2 separate regions of the Sus scrofa genome follow, and region 2 is linked to region 1. Evidence: chromatin contacts called from public Hi-C data. All regions are on one chromosome and are shown on one strand. Each heading gives the region's core, a stretch centred on a gene start, on an enhancer-like site or on the middle of the called end of the contact. The rest is flanking DNA. Distances are from core to core; before and after follow the strand shown. Region 1 overlaps SPATA31D1 (spermatogenesis-associated protein 31D1). Region 2 has its middle 650 kb from the start of FAM205C.

Region 1 (4,665 bases), core at 1,404-3,903:
GGCAGCCATCCCGAGGTGGTGGTGGTAGCTTTTAGGAGAGTGAGATCTCCTCACCACCCAATGACTTCTTCCCAGGTGACCTTCATCACCACGCAGAAGTCTGATCCCGGATTTCACGCTGCACTTATGGTCTCCCCCAGGAGGAGTATTTTCCAAAAGCTCCGCTAGCATAACATGCTGCTATTTGAGGAGACTCAGCAGAGGTAGGTCATTAGTTTAGGACTGTCACATGTCCTCAGTGCCACACATCCCAACCATTATCCCAGGGATGAGTCCCATGGAGGGAGCTATTTTTAGGTTATCAGAAAGTCTGAAGAACAACAGATTTTAAGGCAAAATCCTTTAAAAATGCATTTAAAACAGTGGCTAAGGTGTTCATCATTCATTCATATACCACATTTTTATTGACCTCTGCTTTGTAGTATTTCTACTAGAAATGCCAAGAAAATAAGGCATTGCCTCCATCACCAGTAAGTGAGATCTGCAAACAACTATAATAAAATAATATGAACTATAAAAGTAGGAATAAGAACACAACAAAAATACAGATAAAGGAGCAATTAATTCTTCTACCAGGAAGAAGATGAGAGTGGAGCAGGGAAAATTTCCGAGCTGGTGCCCATTGAAATGGGCCTTGTAAGATCACCTCCTCCTCTCTTCTTCCCCTCGGCCCTTGACCCTCTTCCTCTTCCCCTTCCTCCCCCTCCTTTTCTTCTTTCTTTAGACTTTATTTTTTTTAGAACAGTTTAAGGTTCACAGTAAAATTGAGCAGAAGTATAGAGTCCTCATATGCCATCTGATCCCCCAACAGCCCTACACACACACACACACACACACACACACACACACACACACACACACACACGCAGAACCTCACCTATCAACATCTAGCATCAGAGTGAGACGTTTGTTACAATCAAACCTACATTGACATATCCTTGTCACCCAGAGGCCATGGTTTACATGGGTTTAAACAAACAGATAATGGCATGTATCCATCATCACAGTATTGGACAGAGTAGTTTCACTGCCCTAAAATCCTCTGTGCTCTGCCTATTCACTGCATCTTCCACACCAATCACTGGAAACCACTCACCTTTTTATTGTCCCCAGAATTTGGCCTTTTTCAGAATATCAGATAGTTGAAATCATACAGTGTGTAGCCTTTTAATATTGGCTTCTTTCATTTAGAAACATGCAATTAAAGTTACTGAATGTATTTTCATGGCTTAATAGCGCATATCTCTTTAGCACTGAATACTGGTCCATTGCCTGGATGGACCACAGCTGATTTATCCATTCACCTTGGACATCTTGTTTGCTTCACAGTTTTGGAACCTATGAATAAAGCTCCTATAAACTCATTTTTTTAAATACCACATTATTGAGATATAACTCACATACCATACAATTCACCCATTAAAAGTGGCTTTTAATGGCTTTTAGTATATTCACAATGTTGTGCATCTATCACTACATTCAATTTTAAAATATTTGCATCACTCTAAAAAAGAAACTCTGTCCCCTTAGACTTCACCCTTCAATCTCATCATTATCCCCAGCCCTAGGTTATCATTAATGTACTTTCTCTACAGATTTGCCAACTCTGGAATTCATATGAATGGAACTATCCACTATGTGGCCTTTTGTATTTGGCTTCTTTCACTTAGCATAACGTTTTCAGGGTTCGTCCATGTTATAACATGCATCTGTACTTCATGTCTTTCATGGCAAGTAATACTCCATTGTGTGGATATACCACATTTTGTTTATACATTGATCAGCTGATGAACATTTGGGTTGTTTCTACTTTTGGCTATTATGAATAAAGCTGCTAAGAATACTTACGTACATATTTTGGTGCAGACATACGCTTCCATCTCTTGCTCATTCATTTTCACAATAACTTAAAAGTTACACTTTGTCTAAGCTTGTTGTTTTCTGAGACTTCTGGTAACAAGACCATATCAGACTCCCTATGAAATTACATCTTTGGGGTCTAAATGCAATTTTTATCAAATTCCGGGTGCATCAATTTCCCCTCCTGCCAACACTCTTGAAATTAGCCTTTGAATCAGCAGGAATGATGGTGATGCATAATGTTTAACATTTTAAAGTAATTAATGCCTTATGTTCTCAAGGGTCTATTCTTAGAAAAGGGTGTGGGAAGAGGAAATGCAATCCAGCCAAAGTGAAACATGAGCAAACCTGTAACATATATAAAGTGCATATCTGATCACACTAAAGCATCAGGCATGTGTCTGAGGATGAGAGTAGCCAAAAAGTAGGCTAAAAAAAGAAGGGATCTCAATTGTGAAAGACTTTGAATGACAGTTTAAGAACCTTGAACTTTCTACCAAGGCAGTGGGAAGCTAAGGTTTTCGTAATGAGAAGAATGGCATGCCCAGATCTCTGTTTGGGAAAGATGTCTGGCAAGCTGGTTGAGAGTGAGGGGGAAATATGCAGATTAATCACTGTATCACATAGAACTCTTTTTGCCGATAATAGAAAACCTGATGAATTCTACCTTAAGCAAAGCATTTTAATTTATTGGCTTCTATTTCTCCACAAGACAGGAGAAGATTCAGCTTCTGGCTCACCATCTCTTGGTTGTGCTTTCTTGGTGTTGACTCATTCTTAAGCCACATCTCTCGTAGTCCCAAGATGGCATCCAGCCAGGACAAACAGAATTGTTGCCACAGTTTCTCAACTAAAGTCCCAATATTCAACTAACTGGAAACAGCTCAGGCCATAAAAACACCCCTAAAATAATTACTGGGAACCAGAGGATATTACTGGCCTAGTTTAAACCAGTGCTACTCAAAGTGTGGTCCATGGATCAGTGGCTGTTTCCATATTTTTGTCATCAACTGCAACAAGATAAGTATAGAAATTAAAGATGATTAGAAACTTTTGTTACAATTTGACAGATTAATTAAATCTAATAATAAAAAATTGAGGCCTGTATTTTGTGGGCCACTGTGCCATTTTTCCAGCAATTCATTTTTATAATACTTTGTGCAAGTGCCAGCCCACAAAGGATGGAGGTGTGGGAGAGGAAGCAAAATGGTCCTTCACTGTAGACAGTTTGAGAAACTGTAGTCGCATGTACATGCTCCACTATGAAGCCTGGGGTGAGTCAGCCGTCTGGAAGTACACAGAGAGACTTTGGAGAGATTCTTCCCTCTTGCCACAAAAGAGGGCAAAAACAAATGTCCATTATAATCATGGGATCTTATTTGGAGAGAAGGACACTTCCAGAATTACTTTAGCTCTCTTATTTTCTCACGCCTTTTTCTACATTGACCTACCCTTATTCAGAGTTGCTAGTAAGACTTTACTCTTTGTAAGCCTTGGATATGGCCCTTTTAATAGGCTAAACATTACATGGGCATTCACCTACTCTGCCCACTGGAACTTTTATTACTAAAATCAAAGCATTCGAATGGCTCTCTTAAGCCATTAAGAGAAAAACAACTTTGAGCTAGACTAACACAAGGTAATTACTAAGCTGAGCCAAATTCCTTTGCCATGCTCTTGGCACTGAGGTATGGAAACTCTAGAGCCCTATAAGAGGTCTGAAGGAAAAAAAAAAATGTTTAAGACAAATTTTAGGGATCTAAGTTTCTCATTAAAAATACATTTTAGAAAATTGTTTTAAGTTAACTTGCTAGGGCAGTTGTATGGCAAGGAAACGTGCAGCAGTTTGGCAAATTGCAGCTTTCACACTTTTCTTTTAAAATAAAATGGAAATAATAAAAACACAATTAAAAATAAAATTAAAAAAACATAATCTGAAAGAGTATTTTGATTCTTTTTCTAATTAAAGCTCTGCAATTAAAGTTTTGCTGGAGAGCAACCTGTGTCTTTAATCCCACAAAGGGCTAGTACATGCACAGGACTTGAACTGTCTGCTAACGTCAGAGCTGGAAGTGACCTTGAGACCTTTCTAGCCTGGTCTTCTCATTTTACAAATTGGAAACTGAGGCCAGAGCAGGATTATTTCTTTTTTCCTTAATTCTGTCTTTTGTGTGTGTCTACATGTACACACGTGTGTATGTGTATGTGTGTGTTTTGTCTCAGAAGGCTTGGAAACTTGATGTCTGCACATAATTTGGACACTGAATATGGGACTGTTTTCTTTCGAGTATGAAGATAAGGACTCAACACCAAATTTTATCCAGTACTACCTTGAAACCTGCAATCTTCACCTGAGTGAACTTCACAAACAATTGACATAGTAATGCTTTTCTGTGACAACTGGATGGAAATGTAGTGTATACCTTCTGCAATAAAATAGACTGAATGGATAATTTCAGTCTTCTTTGATGACCCCAGCTTAGTCTAGTAAACAGCTGTGGTATTCCAGGGGAGCAGGTGTACACAGTCTAGGACATGGATTCAAATGTGCATTGATTCCAGCAGTGCCCCCTATACCTGCTATCTTAAAAAAAAAAAAAAAAAAAAAACCATTACCTGTATTTTAGGAGTTTACTTCTTTTTCATGTAAACACAATGATTGTTAATCAAATAAAAATACACAGTGCAAAACTGACCTATGACAGAATACCCTTTAACAGGTCATGGAGCTACCCTGAGAGTTAATGTAGTTTGGATCACTTTTATCCCCTGGGGCAGGGGGTTGGGTGGTGAGGGAATGACCTG
Region 2 (4,665 bases), core at 1,537-4,036, 490 kb before region 1:
GTGTATTTTTGATGTGTTCATGGAGGGAGTTGGGCTCCATGTCCTCTTACTCTGCTATCCTGATCCTCTCCTCTCTGCCATAAGTTATTCTGATCACTAGGCATTTCCTCTGATGACACTGACGTGTTTGGATCAAAGTGAGTGAAGGACTATACATATCTGGTTCTACATTTGAAAAAATAGGAAAGGAAGGCTTCACAATGTTAAAAAGTCTAGGGAAACATGAAACAACTAGGACCTGAAAAATGATTGTGAGAAGGTGAGAGAAAATTATAGATGAGTTTCTAGAACAGGGTGCTAAATCAACTTAGTCTCTCCCAAAATGTTTCTTGGGATAACTGTACCAGTAATGCAGGGTGAAACTTTTTCTTCCCCTTCTCATTCCTTTATTCTTTGGTTTCATGCTCCTAGACTCCCACATAAATGGGATTCAGGTTTCCATCTTAAAACTGTTGAAATAACTTTCTAGACCAGAGGTGGAGCTGTTCTTGCCTAGAGTGCTACATCAGCAAACCAGAACTTGGATAACTTTCATGCTTCTGTAAATGCTCCTCTTGACCAGAAATGCAGTATATCCAGTCAGGCGATCATCAAATCCCAAACCAACTCTTTGCCTTCTCACCCCAAATGAGGTTGACTATGTGGCCCCAGACAATCAGATATTTTCTATTTGTCTCTCTTTGTTCCTTATCTTTATCCTACTAAAGCCTCTTGCCTTCCACCCCATTTTGCACTTCTCCAGAAGGAGAGTATCCGCTTCATGAAGTGTTAAGTAAAGTTCGTATCACCTAAATTGTCTTATCTAATTATTTTTTAACAAGACAGAGGTGTTTTATCTAAGAAAATACTTTAAATATATTATAGGTTTCATTATGAGTTAAAAAATCTGTGTGAGAACCTATCTCCCATTTATAACACTCCTTCTACATAAAGCCCAGACTGAATTTCAAACAACTGATTTATAAATATACATTTGAAACACAATCCCCTTTTAAATAAAATATTATCTATTTGCCAAAGTGATTAGCCTCTCATGCGAACACTTGCCTGCCCCCATCCTGATGGTACATCCTGATGATACATGGAAATATGATAATCATACATTGCTATGGGAGGGGTGTCACATAGCGAAAAAGGATTGCCAGAGGAATGAAACCATTTATTTTTTCTAACTGGAAAATCCAAGTGACCTCACTCCCCAAGGATATCTTTTAGGGAACTATGAACAGATTTTGAAACCATATTCCAGCTGAGGGGAAAAAGAAAAAGAAAAAAGAAAAAACCAACAATGGAGTGAATGAAGATCTGGTTTCAAGATTTCAAAAAAAAAAAAAAAACAAACAAAAAAAAAAACAGCAAAAAACAATAGAGTCAGATCGATCAGGGAGAACTCTCATTGCAAGGAGAATAACTCAATTTAGGAAAACAGAATGATCCAGGCTGGGGGGCAGGGGGTTGCTTGCTCATCTTTAGCTCACAGAAGTTCTTGGCACTCAGTTTTCTTTAGCTTCAGCCACGACTTCACTATTACTACCTAAAGGTATCTCCAGGTTGGGTATTTCTGCTCACTCAGCAGTGCAGCCTGGGAATTAGAGAAGCTGGCACAGTGGTTTTGTGGTTGTGATTGAGACCAGTTAAAGCTTTGAAGGTATGCTTGCCTGTGATTTATTGCTTCCTGAAAGGTGTAATGCAGAATGCACCTTCCCTTCAACTCTTCTTGCTAGAAGGAGGCTTGAAAGATAGGGCAAAGAAAAAAATTTTTCATGTTTTTCAGTTTCTTGGAAAAATGTGTGTGTTGTCTCCCCTTGGGTATTTTTGTTTGGCATTTAATGGCACATTTTAAAGTCTTTGTTAAAACAAAGGTACAAAAAGACACAGGTTGGTAAAACCGACCTCTCATTTAGTTCAACAAATTCCTACTGAATGTGCTCGTGTTCTCCTAGGCAGTTGGATGTGTTAGGAGCGAGCACTGTTGCCAACAACTTGAACAATAACCTGGCATAACATCATGTATCTGCTGGACTAGCTGAGATCCAAATGATACAAAGGAAACTAGGCTGAAGTATGGGGCTTGCTGTACAAAAATAAATTCTGCCGAAGGAAAACAAAAGGGAACAGCCAGTATTTCTATGGGGAGAGGGTAAAAATCTCAGCTTATTAGTCAAAAGATTTTTTTTCTCCTGACAGGAAGGAAATGGTCTGCTGTCCTGTTGAGTGAGGCATACAATGAAGCTTCGTGGAAAAAGCATGGGATCTCTTTGTCATGAATTACACTAACCAACCTCAATCAAATTAGGAAACCACAAATGAGAGGAATTAACTTATAAGTGAGAAGGTCACCCCTTTACATAAAGGAATGATCTCTTACACTAACGTCTCAGTTTGGAAGACTCACTGAAACAGAAAGCAAGGCCCACCCTGTGGGTACTGTTTTGTTTGACTGATTTAAATGCAGTCATAGAAGTATAATGTCATAACTTTCCCTCTAGACAAACAGGTTCTTTATGCCACTGTTTCAGTCGAGAGAGCCAAATAATACCTTTTTTATTGCAGTATTTTTAGACATTGGATACATCTGGAAAAATATTCAAGCAGATAATTAGATTGCATTAGCAATGTGTCTGTTGTGGTTTCCCTGATCCCAGAGAAGGCAGCCCTTTATGAAGCACTTGGCCACAGTCTCCACAAAATCTACTGTGTAAATTGGCCCACACTAAAGCATGTGGAAAACATTTTTTGGCTGAAACTCGAAACCATTCATGTGGCTTTGAGACTGGGAAGCTCGGGCTGCCAACATCAATAGAACTTTGTACTACAAACCCAAATGGTCATTTAGACATGTGTACTTCTATGCTCACAAATGCACTGAGGTCAAATATTTTTTAATCTTGGGAATTTTTCCTCTTTATACAGCCTCATATTTCATGCAGGAAATGAGACTGAGTACAACAAACACAAATCATTGAGACTGACAGAGCATATTGGGTTCAAAACCCAAGCCTTGACTCTAATTGCTCTCCAAAGGCCCCTGGCTCAAGGTAACTGTTGATTTAGTTCAGCTGTTTTCAATCAGCACTGTAAGGTCTCACTAAGACAAACTGGTGAGGCCGCGTTACATTTGTACCCTGGATCCCTCGGGTATAAGTATAACACAGTTAGCATTTTAAAAAATTGCATTTGTCTGTACGCTGCAGGCAGTAATTACAAGCAGGCAAATCTTTTGTGAAAGATGGTGTGACCTTCCTTATGGTGAAAGAGTGATGATGGCTTCTAGTGGAGGAAAAATAATGTTTCCATTCAGAGTTCAGAGAGGAAGCCCGCCTCTTTTCAAATGGTTGCCAAACTTGACAGCCAGTTTGTTGTTGTGTTGTGGTGAATATCAAAGTAATTTATTGCTTGAGGGGGGCTGATTTCTTGGTATTACTTAACTGTTGAAGGATTTTCAAAAGCATATGGTCCTGGACTCACAGAGAAGTGATTGCTAAACTGTATAGAAATGCTCTTCACCAAATGTCTTAGTTCATTTATCCTTAATTTTCCTATGCAGCCTATAAGTAGTAAAAAAATTTAAAGATCTGAATATGCATTTTTCTGCTTGGAACAATGTTCTCAATATGCTGCTGACTTTAAAGTTGCAGAGTGGACTTTAAAATGAAAATATTGGGACTATCCAGCTATGGAACTGAATTTAAATACGGGAATCAACTGGGCGGACTAAAGATTGCGATCGAGGATAGACTGTGTTGCTAACGGTGCCCAGGAGAGCTCAGTTTCATATGTAGTTAATAGCTTCCCAAGGACTGATAGACTGCTGGGAGACCAAAGAATTTTTATTATTTCAATGAGTTTCTGGTTACAAATCTATAACTTAATTTCTCTGTGTGTATATATATGTATACACTACACACACACACACACACACACACACACACACACACACACAAGGCTTCTCCAGCACATGGCAGAGTGGTAGGTACACAGTAGGTGCTAAATAAATATTCATTGAGTGACTGACATTAATGGAACAAATGCAATTCAGGTATATATTTAAAATATAGGAGTTGCCATCATAGCTCAACAATAAATCTAACTAGCATCCATGAGGACACAGGTTCAATCCCTGTCCTCACTCAGTGGGTTAAGGACCCAGTGTTGCCTAGGTCGCAGATGAGGCTTGGATCTGGTGTTGCTGTGGAGTAGGCCAGTGGCTACAGCTCTGATTCAACCCCTAGCCTGGGAATTTCCACTTGCCACAGGTGCAGCCCCCCCAAAAAAAAAAGACCAAATAAATAAATTTAAAAATATGGATGCCTTGCTTTGAGAAAACTAAGCATACACTTCTATTCTGTATATAACATAAATTACCCATGGAATCTTAACTTTTAAAAAAGAAGTCATTTTGTCACTTCTATTCTGTATATAACATAAATTACCCATGGAATCTTAACTTTTAAAAAAGAAGTTAGTTTAAAATTTTTAATAAAACTAAAAAAAATTAAATGTAACAAAAGGGATGGCAAGAACAAATTTTTAAAAAGAAGTTGCTCAATTAAATATTGGTTCATCAAGTTAATTTAAATCAATTTAATTGAAAATTCAATTTACAGTCAAGTTTTCAAAACTATTTTTTGATGAGGGTTGCATGTATATATGCATATGTATACA

The links. A called contact is a pair of places that touch in the nucleus more often than the background predicts.
Region 2: a contact with region 1 is called in a Hi-C map of liver, with 7 times the contacts expected there. The contact joins two enhancer-like sites. A contact is called at or near these places in 2 of 47 Hi-C or Micro-C datasets (liver and skeletal muscle).

Annotation. Positions count from the first base shown.
Region 1 is chr1:234,547,334-234,551,998 of Sscrofa11.1, reverse strand. The region is part of intron 3 of SPATA31D1 (spermatogenesis-associated protein 31D1); the gene reads right to left. Among named protein-coding and RNA genes, the nearest start is that of SPATA31D1, 180 kb to the right of the region's middle. Within about 2 kb of position 2,653, at least 5 of the 83 cell types and tissues checked have an H3K27ac peak or open chromatin away from gene starts, as enhancers often do. A contact at or near this core is called in liver, where this site is marked.
Region 2 is chr1:235,032,537-235,037,201 of Sscrofa11.1, reverse strand. No RefSeq gene overlaps it. Among named protein-coding and RNA genes, the nearest start is that of FAM205C, 650 kb to the left of the region's middle. Within about 2 kb of position 2,786, at least 20 of the 83 cell types and tissues checked have an H3K27ac peak or open chromatin away from gene starts, as enhancers often do. A contact at or near this core is called in liver, where this site is marked.